Regions from separate parts of the Rattus norvegicus genome. Here region 2 is linked to region 1. A link is a contact called in public Hi-C data. All regions are on one chromosome and are shown on one strand. The core of a region is the stretch at or near the end of the contact, and the rest is flanking DNA. Distances in the headings are between cores, read along the strand shown.

What was found. A called contact is a pair of places that touch in the nucleus more often than the background predicts.
Region 2: a Hi-C map of prefrontal cortex shows a contact between it and region 1, with 2.6 times the contacts expected there. The contact joins the promoter of Tmem132a here to the enhancer-like site in region 1. A contact is called at or near these places in 2 of 12 Hi-C or Micro-C datasets (frontal cortex and prefrontal cortex).

What each region holds. Positions count from the first base shown.
Region 1 is chr1:216,880,853-216,888,080 of GRCr8, forward strand. The region is part of intron 1 of Cd6 (Cd6 molecule); the gene reads right to left. Among named protein-coding and RNA genes, the nearest start is that of Cd6, 22 kb to the right of the region's middle. Within about 2 kb of position 4,554, at least 42 of the 93 cell types and tissues checked have an H3K27ac peak or open chromatin away from gene starts, as enhancers often do. A contact at or near this core is called in prefrontal cortex, where this site is marked.
Region 2 is chr1:216,940,226-216,947,453 of GRCr8, forward strand. It overlaps Tmem132a (transmembrane protein 132A), which reads right to left and starts at 3,419. Exons shown (of 11, transcript NM_001415950.1): 1 at 3,190-3,419; 2 at 681-895; 3 at 180-398. The coding sequence starts at 3,277. Tmem109 (transmembrane protein 109) reads right to left here. Exons shown (of 4, transcript NM_001007736.1): 3 at 6,212-6,314; 4 at 4,291-5,772. The coding sequence ends at 5,381.

The sequences.
Region 1 (7,228 bases), core at 3,304-5,803:
TGGGTTGTCCTCTGACCTCACGCGCACCGTCATGGCACAAACACGTGCAAACAAATACATGCAGTTTCTAAAAAGAGAACAATGTTCAATGCATTTTTATAGAACAGCACAAAACTAACCAGAGTCGAAATGTCTGCCCATGGGAAAACTGCTTAGGAAATCTGTGTGCTCATAGCCTGGCACTGGGTGCAGAAGCAGTCCAGAAGAGAAAGAGGCAATAAAGGCACCCTGGAGGCAGAGGCCGGTGGATTTCTTCGAGTTCAAGGCCAACCTGATCAATGCAGCACGTTCTGGGTGTGGGAAAGGAGAAGAGAAAGGAAGGAAAAAGAAACAGAGCCCTGATGACCCAAGGGATGCTCATGTGTATTAAGTAGGAAGGCAAGACACAGAGAAGAAAACAGTGAAGGGAGGGCTTGGTCACATGGTTGTACTTTAGTATACGCGTGTGTGTAAAAGGTGCCTACGAGAACAGAGAGAGCACACTGAAACACAAAGCACCTTCAGATTGCTTGTGCGAAATAGACAACAAGTGTTCCAATCTGCATATTATGATTAAGGAAAGTCCCAGGGCTGGGGATGTGGCTCAGTAGAGTGAGCTCCTAACATGTCCTGGGTTCCATCCCCAATGGGACAGGCAGAGACACCAAGGAGAAGGTTCCAGAGGAAGGTGCCACCAAGGGGACTCTGAACACAGGAAGGACAAAGCACAAAGGAAGCCAGGAGCAGTGTTAGCCCATGGGCCCAGCACCCAAGAGGCTGAGAGGAGAAAATAGAAAATTTCAAGTCAGTCCATGCTACATAGCAGGACTCTTTCTCAGAAAGTAAAATAAAATCTAACCGAACTTGCAGAAGAACCCAGATACTGTGGTGCACATCTGTAATTCCAGCACTTCAGAGGTAGAGGCAGGAGGATTATAAGTTCAGGATCATTCTTAGCTACATAGTCAGACCCAGTTTCAAAACAACAGCAAAGCCCATAGAAAAGTTTGAGGAACTAGGACTCTGGTTTATCTTGTGCCACTGAGGCCCATGGGTTCCTGTAAGCGTCTCAGGAGAGGGATATTAGAGAGGCATAGGGGAGGAGTCTATGAAAGAGAAGCGGAGATCCCACTGGCCATCCCAACATTGGAGCGAATTGAGTAACTGGACTCTTGGGTCTCCTCCCTTGAATAAGCTGTTGTATATGTCAGTTAGGTGCCAGTTACAGTCCAAGGCACCTACGCCCACTGGCTCAACCTGAGATGCTGAGAAAATCATGGGTGTGGAATAAAGTTGAAGGTTTCATGCTGGGGAGGAGGCAGGGTAAGAGTTGGAGCGGGGGCTGTGATATGAGATTGGATTTACAGAAAGAACCTTGTGGGAAGTGTGCCATGTGTCACTGCTGGAAACATGGTTAGAAACACTGGAAAGTGTTTGTAAGCACCCAGGACAGCAGCAAGCCAAGCCAGCAGCTACCTACACTTTTGCTTCTGGGCACTTAACCTGCAGAAGTAGTCTTGAGGGCTCGAGTGGGAGCTCGGAGCCAGAGCCTGCCTGAATTGTGCAAGGCCTTTTGTTGGGTTGAAGGGAGTGGGGGCTAGAGGACAAAAGAAAAGGCGGGGGGACTTCTGGATGCAATTCGCCATGGAAATCGGAGTCTGTAATTGGGACTAGTGGTTGGAGTGTCCTTTCAGCTACTGGGGCAGGTCACCGACCCCCTCTGAGACTCAGGTGACCCCTTTACAAGCTTACCTTAGTCTCACTATGTTATAGGCTTGTGGTAAAGATGAATCAGTATGGCATTTAGTCACCCAGGGCCTGTAATGGGGACAGAGTGCTCCCATATGTGTTGTCATTACAGATAAAAACAGGCTGTTTTTCATCACACTAAAACCAAAGCACACCAAAATACACACACACACACACACACACACACACACACACACACACACACACACTGAAGACAGCTAAATTCTCTGAAAGCCACTGGGGGACTGGCTAGAAACACACAGCACATTAAAAATACTTGTCATAAACTATTTATAAAGGGTTTTTAATGATAGGGTGGGGGTTTGCAATAGAACAGCAAGTGGCTGAAGGCCAGTTCACAGATTTCCATTCTTCCCCAGACCTTGCTAGCCCCTGGCCCGGTTCTAGCTTGTGGAGACCTTCCAGAGACCCCGAAGGGTTCAGGATCAATCTTCTGTCATGCTCACTAATGGCAGCTGGAGCTTTTCTTTGTGGACGGAGCCGAGAGAATGACATAGTTATTTTGGTCGTGAGCTGATAATGGCATCGGTCCCTCCTGTGAAGGTTAATGTTGACCAGATAGAGAAGCATCTAGAAAGTTAGGAAATCAGATAAAGGTACTGGCTTCCAAGGCTTTCAACCTGAGTTTGGTACCTGGGGTCCATATGATGGGAGAGAACAGATGCCTGCAAGTTGTCCTCTGACCATCCCAACCACACACACACAAAATAAATAAAAAAGTAATTAAAGATGGCGATTTTTTTAGGTATGTCTGAGGACATTTCCCAAGAGGATTCACTAAGGGAAGGGACCTAAGGGACCTCTCCTGAATGTGGGTGGCCTCATCCCATCGGCTGGGCACCTGAGATTCTGCATAGAATAGAATGGGAAAGAAGAACAAGCCAGTGAGAGCAACTATATGCTCTCTCTCTCTCTCTCTCTCTCTCTCTCTCTCTCTCTCTCTCTCTCTCTCTCTTCCCTGACCACCATGTGGTGAACGGCTCTGCCCTTCCAAGTGCTCCCTGACATGAAGGATCAACACCCCTGAAACTGTAAGCCCAGACCAATCTCTGCTCCCTTAATTCATCTTCAAATGTGTGTGCCACAGCCACAGAAAGCCTGGCCGGCACAGCCCTGCTCTGTAAGCTACACACGGGCAGCATCCTGATCCTTTTTGCTGGCTGCGTTCACTGGGCAGAGCCTCACCCAAAAGGGATGCTGAGAGGATAGAAAAAGATGGAGCTCAGTCTTTGCCAGTGAGGAAAGATCCTCAGAAAAAGAAAACACATTCTCCTTGGTGAGTTTCTCTCTCTCTGCTTGCTTTGTGTTCTTCTAAAATGTCCAGGTAGTCTACATCAAAATAAAAACGAATTCACCCACCCACTCACTCACTCACTCACCCTCAGATAAGTGTACCGGGTGGCTCACAGCACTGGTAAAATGAGTTTGTGTGCCGGCTATCCAGGCATTCTGCTCACGTGACCCTGTAAATAAAGCTAGAGCAAACCATATGGCCAGGTGAAGCAAAGCCAACTCCCTCCTGGGAAGAAACAGCTCCTACGATTGCAAGATCTGGGTGTTTTCCCTGGAAATGTCAGTATTCTCTAGCGGGAGGCACTGTGGGGATCATCAGGCTAAGCATTGGCAGGTTGGGGATCTCGGTTGGTTCTTGCCATTACCTTGCTGTGTGGCCCCTGTTTTCTCACTGGTATAATGAGTCGATGACCATTTCAATCTTCTCCACCCCTTACATTCTTTGATACTTAGATTAAAATCTAAAACGAGAGAGATCAACTACTGAGCTCTCACTGCGTTTCTTATAGACGTAGCTGTCCTTCCTCTGTTTCGTGTGGAAAATGGACTGGAGACCTCCCAAGAGCTCTCCTGAATGAGCCCCTTATCAGAACTGTGTCACTATCAAGTACACAGACACAGTATTCGGCAAATGGTCTAGGGACCTTGTTACAGCTGGGCAGAAATGAGGGCAAGATTTGAACCTGAGAAATCCAGCTCTTGAAGCTCCTGACTGAACCCACGTACAGGCAGGACAGCTCTTTACACACTTGGCATCCCATTGCAAGGCTAGGCCACTGTCACTGCGTGTGGAGTGCTCACAGCCTGAAGGCCACCAAGTACATAGATCTGTTTTAGTCCTTTGTTTGGACCTATGTTTAGAAGATTGTCCTATCCCACCGATTCACTTCTCCAGCCCAAGAACACAGCTTTTAAAAGCACTGTGATCACCATATTCCACAGCAGAAGATGTTCACTGGCTTGGCATCGTTCATGCTTCCCTGAAGTCTAAGGGTCCCCTTCCCTTTCTGCCAATGAGGCCAGGGAGATGAAAAGGGCAGTTCAGAACCTCTACTGTGGGATCCTCACAGTCCAACAGGCTTTGGGTGTCCCCTGGCCCAACGGAAGACAGGGAGAATAAGTGAGCCAGGTTCTCCTCAGTGCTGAGAAACAAGCCTGTTCCTGCTCGCCAATGTGGACAGCAAGCCCATTAACATTTACTGAACTCAGCTTCATGCTGGGAGCTGGGGCGGTGTGAAGGAGATAAGCGGAAATGGAGTGATACAGAAGCAGCATGGCGTTTCCAGGGCAGCAATTCATCCATGTCTCTTCTGCTCTCAGGACATTCTCTCTCTCTCTCTCTCTCTCTCTCTCTCTCTCTCTCTCTCTCTCTCTCTCTCTCTCTCCATGATTTAGAAAAGGGACTTGGGGAGAGACAAACAGTGATTTAAACCATCACTGACAATTACCACAATTACCAGCTACATGACCTGGCAAAGTCAGTAAGCCTGGCTGGCTATAACCTGGTACTGGGCACAATACACGGTGCCCGCGGATTTGCTTTGGAGGGTGATGTATGGGAAATATTGAGGGCTTGGGACATGGCCACCACTGCTATTACTCTTCACTCCGAGGCTCCGATCTCACTTCTCTAGTGCAACCCCAAGTGGATTTGAGAGTGCAGAGGACGATTAATTATATATTCCGTCCTTGACATCATGTGATTTTGAAGCCTCTCAGCCTTTGTCTCTGCACAAGAACAATCCCACTCTCCCCAAGGCCACATGCCCTCCCCGCCACCTCCCCACCTCCCCACCTCTCCTCTTAATCATCTCAGAGCTGCCTGTCTTGCACAACTTAGCTGCTGGTTTCCCTGACTCTGCAAACATGGCATCCGCTGTTCCTGGAGAGGAGATGTGGGCTCCGGTTGCCATGGTAACAGGAGTTTCTTTATATGAAAAGACTCCCTTTTTGGCCTCCAAACCTGCTCAGCTTGCACCTACTTTGCAGCTACCAGACTGTAAGATGAGAGCTACTTCACAGAGAATAAAGAACACTTGAAATAAAATTCCCAAGGAGCAGGAGGGAGGCTTTGCCTCCCCGCGAGCTCAGCAGCCAGCGTTCCTGGCTGTTCCTTTGTCTTGCACCTTTGCTCTTCACTAAGGATTCAGTCGACAGAGGTTAGAGAAAAGTCCAGGTCTCCTCCTAGCGTCTCACTGGGAGATCTTAGATGAGTCTTGGTATCTGGTTGGGGGAAAACCATCTGTCCTAGCAGATGTTGCAAAGCAGAAGGAATATCAGATTGGAATTAAATATGAGAGGATTTGAAACAAGCCTTGGGGCTAGAGCTGTATCTGTGCAAAGCGAGGACATGACCACTCCAAGGTATGACTGAGGGAAGGTTCTTGCTGTCGATATGAGGCAGAGCATTCGGGAAAGTATTAGACTAAGCATGGCCAGTAGACTCTACCAGACCACGAGAGGAGGGGCAGGAGAGAGTGAGAGAGGAAGAGAAGAAAGAGCAAAAGGAGAGAGGGCCGAGACAGAGGACCAGGAGCCCAGAGAGCCAGGAGAGCACATGGCCACTGTAGCAGGGTTAAATAGGAATGAGAAGTCCATGACTGGGAGAGGCTTAGGGCAGGGGGCAGGGTGAGAAGAGCTGAGAGGAGGCAGGTTGCCAGCAAGGACTCCATAATAGGTACTTGCAGTGCTGGGAGAGCCTGGAGGTCACTCTGGTATGCTAATAGTACCTGAATTAGCCATTTGTCCCCAGTTTCTTTCAGACCTGACAGTAGCTCAGTTGGGAGAGTCCTTGCCTGGTATTCATAGCACCCGGGGAGGTTCCATCCCCACCATCGCACAAACAGATGTGGTGGTGCACACCTGTATACTTAGCACTCAGCGGGTAGGGGGAAGAGGATGACAAGCTCAAGGTCATACTCAGCTACTTCTTGAGTTAGAGACCAGCTTAGGTTACATGAGGCCCTGTCTCAAAACAGCATTTATTTTAACATGCTCAGTTTTCCCTTCCGGTGGAGTGACCTCAGGCAAGTCTCTTCACGTGCTGTTCCTCATGGGTATAAAAAACGTCACAGGACTGATGCATGATCACAAGAAGAACCCATTCAAGGTACTGACTCTGAGCGCCTGATGTGATAGATACATATGCGCAGATATGTCTAGTGGGTGGGGAAGGCAGATTGTACCCTAAATATACAGGATGTCCCTATATTTATCATAGAAAGAGCACAGAAAAGGGCTGGTGATGAGTCCTTGCAAAAACTCAAGATGTTGGAAATCATATCTTCGAGTGTGTGTGTGTGTGTGTGTGTGTGTGTGTGTGTGTCCCTATGGGGTGTTTCCATGTGATGCATGCAAGGGATGCTCACTGTGAACACAAGACAGGGAGAAGCAATATGACAGCCTCCCTGTAGTGTGTAGTCGTAGTGTGTTGTATACAGACTAGATTGAAGTAGTCCACTAGCACATCTTCAGAACACAGGGTGAATGTTTAGAACAGCATGTCCCATGACACATCATACATACTGTCTATACCACGAGCACTCTTTTTTTTTTTTAAAATAAATGTGAACCTGTTACTCAGCTTCTTGTTTTTGTTTCTTAAGATTTATTTATTTTATGTTATCTTCAGACACACCAGAAGATGGCATGAAATCCCATTACAGATGGTTCTGAGCCACCATGTGGTTGCTGGGAATTGAAGTCAGGACCTCTGGAAGAGCAGTCAGTGCTCTTCATCACTGAGCCATCTAGTCTTGGTATCTTTGAAAAACACAGAACTATTATAAGAATATAGGGGTGGGATATGGGGCCGCGTCGAACTGTCTACAATTTGCTTCATGCTCTAGCAGAGGCAGGAGTTTGCCAGCTGCAGATAGTTTCTGTGATTGTGCGACATTTGGAATTTTAGGGACTTTTCAGAGGTTAAATAAATGCTAGGGCCCTGAGAGGCAGGGTGGATTTTGGTTAGTTGGTTGGTTGTTGGTTTTTCTGGTTGGTTGTGGTTTGTTAAGTAGTCATGTGCAAAGAAGAAACAGCAGAAGAAATTAGATATCCTGACAGCAAAGATCAAACTTGCCCCCAAGGAACTCAGTACCTCTTATCAGCAGGAAGTAGTCTAACGATAGCATCACCTTCTTTCCAACCCGTGGCTTTATTCAGGGATCTCTTTCCTTTCCTCTCAATC
Region 2 (7,228 bases), core at 2,169-4,668, 58 kb after region 1:
GGGCCTCAGAGACATGAGTCCAAAGCCATGGGCCATGGGCTGAAATCCTCAGGAGACCTTCTCTGAGGGCTATCAGGAAGCAAAAGAGTCAGGTGGCAATGGCCCTAGACTCTCAAGACTGTAGTAGAGTCCTTTCCCTTCCACCCTGGCACCGCACCTGCGTGGTGCAGTGTGCTCACCTGGAAGCGGCAGGCTTGGTGAGCAGTGCCTGCAGGGTGTGTGGCATGTAGTCGGGCACAGGGCAAGCTGCCAGGTCCTGGTGGCCAATCCTGCCCTTTGAGGTGGAAGAGGACACGGGCATAGGGCTCTGCTGGAGTCACCGCTGCTTCCACGGAAACAGCCCGCACATCCCAAGGGACAGGTCGCCGGTGGGGCTCAGTGACCCTAGGAGGGACCACCTGGGAAAGAACAAGCACGCTCAACTGCAGAGCCGGGTGGAGAGGCAGATGACACCATAGTCAGGTCTGGGAAAAGGGGATTTCAGGCTTCTAATCTCAGTGAGCAGGAGATTAGAGGCCTCAGTCTTCCTATGCAGAGAACGGGAAAAGCTATGTATATCTGCATCACCCTAATGTGCCCAATCCCTTGTTGGTGCTTAGATAGGAGAATGAGAAGACACCCCCGCCCCTGCCCCTGCCATGAGACTCATTGGCCTGGGAGTCCCTGGGCCCTATTCTTACCTGCTGAGTGGCAAAAGGTGGGTAGGAGGCCCGGAGAAGTGGCTGTGCCCTGGGCCAGGGCTGCATGAGCAGGAAGGTCTCAGAGCGGGAGCCCAGAGAAGAGTTGGCAGGTGGGTAGTGGCCCACCTGCTGCACCCGAAAATGTTCAGGGGCATCCAGGAGTTCCAGGGCCACTGGCAGGTAGATGGGGTCCAGGGTATCTTGGTTACTGCCAACTGGAGAGGAACAAGGGTAGACATGGGATGGCTACAGAACTCACAGAGGTTGAACTGGGCTTCATTCTCATGGTGGGGATGGAGAGGAGAGGGTAAAATGGACTACAAATGTACCATCTTCCAGATGTAGGGGAGTCATCCCATTTCACGGATGAGGTGACTGAGGAACTGAGAGCCTCACAAAAGTAGACAGAATTTGAGAGTCATGGATCAGACTTCCCAGTTATTCCTTCTTTATGACTTACACAGAACTTATCTCTCTCTCTCCAGCAGAGCCTTTTCAACATCTCCTCCACCTATCCCTACAACCTATCTGCCTCAGATAGGGCATTTGGAGGGCAGAACTCCTCCTGCACTGGGAACTACTCAGTAAAAGATGGTTCCCAGTCGAGCTCTGTAGAAATGGAGACCCTTTTTGCTGTGTCTGTGTCCTTTGGTGGACATGGCTGGTCACCCCCTCCAAGTCTAATTACTGTCATGGTACACCTACACCAAATTTCCAAACTTGATCCCTTCTGGGGATCAAGCCCTAGTCCTAGCTGGGGTTCAGGGTTCAGGAATGAAGAGGGTTCTGGCACTCACAAACCATCAGGAGCTAGAATATTTGTTCATAAAAAGCACAAAGGTCCACTACAGCTATATTGATTTGTACTATAATCCCCAAAGAGTAACAATTCTTCAAGCTCTTAATCCCACACTGACTCAATTTTACATGTATTAACTCTTTCCGGTCTCACACAGTTCTGTGGATTAACTTCTATTACCACAAACTCCACTTAACGGATTTAGAAAATGATGTATGAGGGTTCTCCACCTCGCAGTGGACCTGAGAGGCCAGTAAGGAATTCACCGACTTGCTTCCCAGCCTTTCCATTCAATGCAACACCAGCACGCCACGTGGGCTCCACACTGTATGTACCCTACCCTCCTTCAGGGTCAAGAGCACATTCTGTCTCCTCAGGGAAGCCTTCTGTGGTCATTCAGCCCCTTGCTAGAGACCCTGTTCCAGCTCTCCTTGCCGCTACTGCTTTTTGAAGATGGGGAACTATCCTCCCATTTCTCCTGAGTACCTGGAACCGCAAGTACAGTCGATGTGCCTGGCTCTGCTGCCTCTCCTGAATTATGTCAACTCCAGGCTCTGTCTCACTCATTCTGGAATTCCCTCCACTCTCCCTGAAGAGGTTTGGGAGCTGGGGGCAGAGATCTGACTTTATGTCCTAGCTCTACTCCATGAAAGATGGGCCAGTCACTAGCATCTTGGAGCCCGGGTTTCCTCACTGGAACAGGGGTGGGAGTATTTCATAACCCGGTGGGCAGGGGAGGGCTTTGTAAGTTTGGTAGATCATACGTTGAAGTGAGATTGGAATGACAAAGCTCTCCTTCCCTCACTGTGGAGGGGTTATTAGGAGTCCCACTGGTTCTGCAGGGTGTGGAGCAGGGACCTGAAAGAAGTTCCAGAACCAGCTCTCTCAGCTCCACAGCTGAGCTGGGACGGTGGGGCTTTTCTCTGGAGCACCCCCACACCCCTGCACGCCAGTATCCCTAAAGGTAACAAGTGAGTGACTGTTGGCCCTTAGGGTGGTTCCAGTCCACCTTCTAATTCAATGCTTCCATAATTACAAGATGCTCAGTAGCCTGACTCCCACGGATTCCCATGGTCTCCCATCACTGGGAGTCCAGCCCTCAATGGGGGCAGAAGGGTAGAGACTACTTCACCATTTCCCAATTCCCATAGTATCTTTCACCTTCCAATCCAAGCTCATGTCAGGTACGCGGTAGCTGCTGCCCCTTACCCAGTGATGGGTACATCCACGAGGGCTCATAAAGGCAAGGCTGGGACTCTCCTAGAAGACTCCAAGGTTGGAGATCTCCTTGGAACAGGTAGAGAGAAGCGTATCTCTCGGGTCCCAGGCAAACAGGTTGTTTTGCATTCCTGTGACTAACTGGCAGGCTTCTGGGAAACAGCAGGTTAGGAAGTGGTAGTGCACGGGGAAGCAGGGCAGGAGGGTTAGATGTCGGAGCTGGAGATGGGGCTGGCTCGCAGAGGAGTTGGGACCGGGCTTGTGAGGATGGGAGGAAGAGAAGACCTTAGGCTCAGGTAGGAGCATCCAGGTAGTGCATAGGGAAGAAGGCAAAAGGGCTGTTGGCTGGGAGCCGGTTTCCCAAGGTTAGACCTCTCCAGGGCATTGCTCTAGGTTTAGTTCCAGAGCCCAGAGGCTTGAGGGCATTACTGGCGCAAGGCCTCGGCCGGGCAGGGCCAGGTCGCCCCTCCCCTTCCCTCCCTTCCCTCTGACCTCTCACGACTTCCAGGGCGAGAGCCACCAGGAGGCAGAGCCAGGCACCGTAGGGCCCCCGAGGGGCCGCTGCCGCACGTTCCGTCATCGAGGCGCACTCCTTCCCACCAAAGGCAGGTAACCGGCGCGCGGCTCAGGTGGCTGCGATCTGGCCCCACATCTCCCGCGCCCGCCGCTCCGGCCAGCCTGTTTCCTGCGCCGCCGGCTCGCGGCTGCAGTTCCCAGACAATGGAGCGGGAGCAGTGGGGTGGGAGGGAACGCAGGCACATGGGCTGTCCCCCTTCGCCCCGCCGGGTCCTAGTGCCCTGCGGATCCCCAAACCCAGAGCGCCCCCCGTGCCTAGGGTCGGAAGAAGGCAGCATCCCTGGAGACTAAGCAAATTGATGCCCTCTGCCCGGGAGGCACATGGTGAGTTCTGGGATTCCACTTGGAAGCTGATGATCAAGGAAGAAAACAAACAAAAACGTTTCCTCTGCTTCATGCCCTCCCTACAAGCATCTCGGCTGTGAAGGCATCTAGAATTCAGGAACATAGAGAACAGAGCTGCTGGGACAGAAAAGGAGAGGCCGAACCAGGCTAGATGGCAACCTACGGCCATCCGTGAAGAAAGCGTGTTTCATTACCAAACCCATCCCAGAGTCTCAAAGGGTGAAGGGTGCAGGCTGGTCAACCCTTCTGAGGGAGTCCTGACTCCCGGTCCGCCTAGCCTTGCCCCCAGGTAGTGTTGGGATTAAGTCCAGAAGATTTGGCATCTCCATGGCAACTTAAAGAGGAAAAGGAAACAGAAACATGCCTGGGCTTACACAAAACAGCAGAACCACCTGGAGCCACAGTGAGAATCTTATTGCAGTAAATTCCTGAGTCTGGGAGGGAAAGCCAGTTTTTCCAGGTTCCCCAGGCTAGCGCTGCAGGAAGGGGCAACTTTAGTCCCAACACTGCTGCAGATCCACAAGTTTTACAAGAGAGTGCATGCCTCCCTCCAAGAGGGAGGGGTACCAGGCACACCCTGCCTTCCTGAGCCCTCCCTTCCTTCCAACAGATTCCTGCTGGAAGTCCAGAAAGTTGGGCTGCCCCCACAGAAGAAAGTTTGGCAGCAGAGACTTTGAGTAAATACATTTTATTCAGAAGATAATAAAATAGCATGCACTTTTTTTAAAACCACCAAGCGCTGATAAAAATATATCACTGCAGCCGTGATTCCACATCAAACCTTATCAGTAAGAATAGATTTATTCTTCACATCTTGTGCTGGACCTGGCATAGGACACCTCCCTCCACCAGGGCCATAAAGGCCAAGGCCAGGAGTGAGCAAGTGCCCTGGTGAAGAGGGGTAAGTGCCAGGCTCCCTCCTAGCCCTGCAGAACAGATCAGGGCAAGACCTTGCCCTTCACAGCCACTGGGACACAACACTGACCAAGGGTTGCTCCTGGATGGCAGAGTGGACAGGAGTAAAACTGCAAGACAGCAGGTCCTCCTGTCTTTTTCAAGGTCCCTGAAATCCCCAAGGGAGATTTAACAGTCCCTACAGCAGGGCCCCAGCCTTTGCTTTGTTTGCTGGAGTGGGGATTCTGCAAAGGACAGCTCACTCTGAACACAAAGTAGCCATAGGACACTTTCCTATATTCAGTGTGGCAAGGGACAACTGGAGGGTGCTACTGACTCCTGTTAAGGCACTTGTAACAGAACATAGGTGCACAGGCCTCCAGACCGTTTCCTCCTCCCTTATCCTCAGGTCTCAAATCTCCTTCCCCTTCCCCCTGCTGGGCAGTGAGGAAGACATAAGGGCCTCAAGGGACTAGGGATGGTAGTGTGGCCGGGAGTAGGAAGAAAGGAGCTGAGGGTGTGGTCAGCCTGGGAAGGCCTTTTGAAAGGAAGCCAGGCAGCAGAAGGTTAATCATCACGGGAGATCAGTGGCAGTGGTGCTGGCTGAGAGCAGAAGCCAGGGCTGAGGTCTCTCCAACCCGCCCTGGGGGAGGCAGGCTGGGAGCCACCCCTTGACTGAGTACCTGGCAGAGGACAGGTTCTCTTCTCTCAGCTAGGGGCTAGCGCAGGGGTAAGGGTGTGAAGGGTTCCAACACGAGGCAAGGAAAGGGCTGGGAAGGGAGAGGGGGGGTGCTGCAAGGAGGGCCATGAGACCCAGAGGCAGCTCAGCTCTTTGGTACGGTGAGGGTGTCACTTTGGGATACCCTTGTCATTCTTCCTCCATGCTCCTGGGTATCTTGGCTGCTCGCCTCTGCCTCCCTCGAAGCTCTTCTATCTGGCGCTCCAGCCCTCTCACCTTGGCTTCTAGGTGGGTCCCCGAGCTCCTGGAGCCGGTGAGCCGACTCAGCAAGGCAAAGACAGTTAGCAAGGCCAAGAGCAGCAAGGCCCGGGTCGATGGGTCGGGCACCGACCTCACCAGGCCCACAAAGCCAGCCACGAAGAGGACAAGCTTCAGACCCCCCAGGATCCGTCCTAGCAAGGCCAAGACCAAGCCTAGGAGCAGGGACAGCAACCAGTAGATGACCAGTGCTGCTGCTCCCCACAGTAGAAGGGTCTGGACTTGGCTAGGGCTGAGCTTCAAGACCTGGGTGAGTTGTTCACCTGAAAGGGAAAAGGACAGAGTCAGCAATCTGTGGTAAGGGCAGAGGGGGTAAGAAATAGTGAAGAGGAAGGGACCAACAGCCTTGCATCCTTCCAGGCTTGGGAAACAGGTTTGAATCCCAACCTCCAGGCTTAGGACTCCTGAAAGACTACAACTCTTGTGGAAATGGAGTTTTATTTATTATATGAGAACAGTGTATGTGCCTCCATGGGCTATGGTTAACAAAGAAGGAGACAGTACAAAGGAGAAGACCTTTGCACGATGCTCAACTTGAGTAAACCCCTGGTACAGTGGTTAGAATCCCTAGCTCTCCCTTCTACTGCACCTCTGGGAACTTCTGCAAACAGCTGGGGGAATGTCTAACCCCGCACAGATAAACCCCACCAACAGCAAGGTCAGGCACGGCCATGACTAGCTCAGTCATTCTCTGCTACTCACCATCCAGCCCCAGGGCACTCAGCAACTGGGCAGCAATCCCAGACAGGGCAAAGCAGGCCACAGAGATGGCTGATGAGATGGCCCACATCACCTGCAGCAGGGTCTGTGAAAAAGACAAAGCCATCATGAGCGAGGCTCTTCTCTTCCTGCCTGGCCCTCACAGTCTGGACAATACCTGCAGGGAAATCTCTGAGCTGTTTCTTCCCCAGTGGACATGGGTCTGGGTGAGCAGTCCGTGGACTGAGTCCAGTGAAGGGACCCTTCTGCCATACTTCCTCACTGACCCAGAATCCAGGACATCTAAGACCGACATCAGTTGGTCAGCTGGAGCTGTTCTGGGGGTGGCAGGACATGCATTTGTGTGTGAATGGGCGAATCACTACCATCCTGTGGTAGCTGCCTTATGAAACTGGAGGCCTCCAAATCTCCTAGGAAATCATTAGGGTATGTGGAAAAATGTCCACGCAAGGCTGGGACTCGAGAGGGAAAAGGAGTCGATCGACTGTACTACATTAGGATTTGTGTGTGTGTGTGCCTGTGTACCCACATGGGACCATGTGGAGACCGGAAGCTGACAGCTGACGTCAAGATGCCTTCCTCAACTCTCCACTTGCTTTTTTAAACAAAAGAGTTCATTTTCATTTATGTGTCTATGCGTTTGTGTATGAATAGGTGGTGGTAGTGGTGGGGGTGCCACCAAAGAAGCCAGAAGAGAATGTTGGATCCCCTCGAGCTATAGTGACAATTGGTTGTGAACTACCTGTGGGTGCTAAGAACCAAACTCTGGTCCTTTGCAAGAGTAGCAAGCATCCATACATGCTGAGCTACTCTATTCCAGCCTCTCTATTTCCTGAGACAGCATCACTTACTGAACCTGGGGCTCTAGTCTCTGCTAGTCTGGCCAGCCAGCAAGCTCCTGGTATCTGCCTAACTCTGCTCACCACACTTTCCTCTGCTGGAGGAAACAGACATACACACCAGGCCCAGTTTTTACATATGTTCTGAAGATCTGAACTC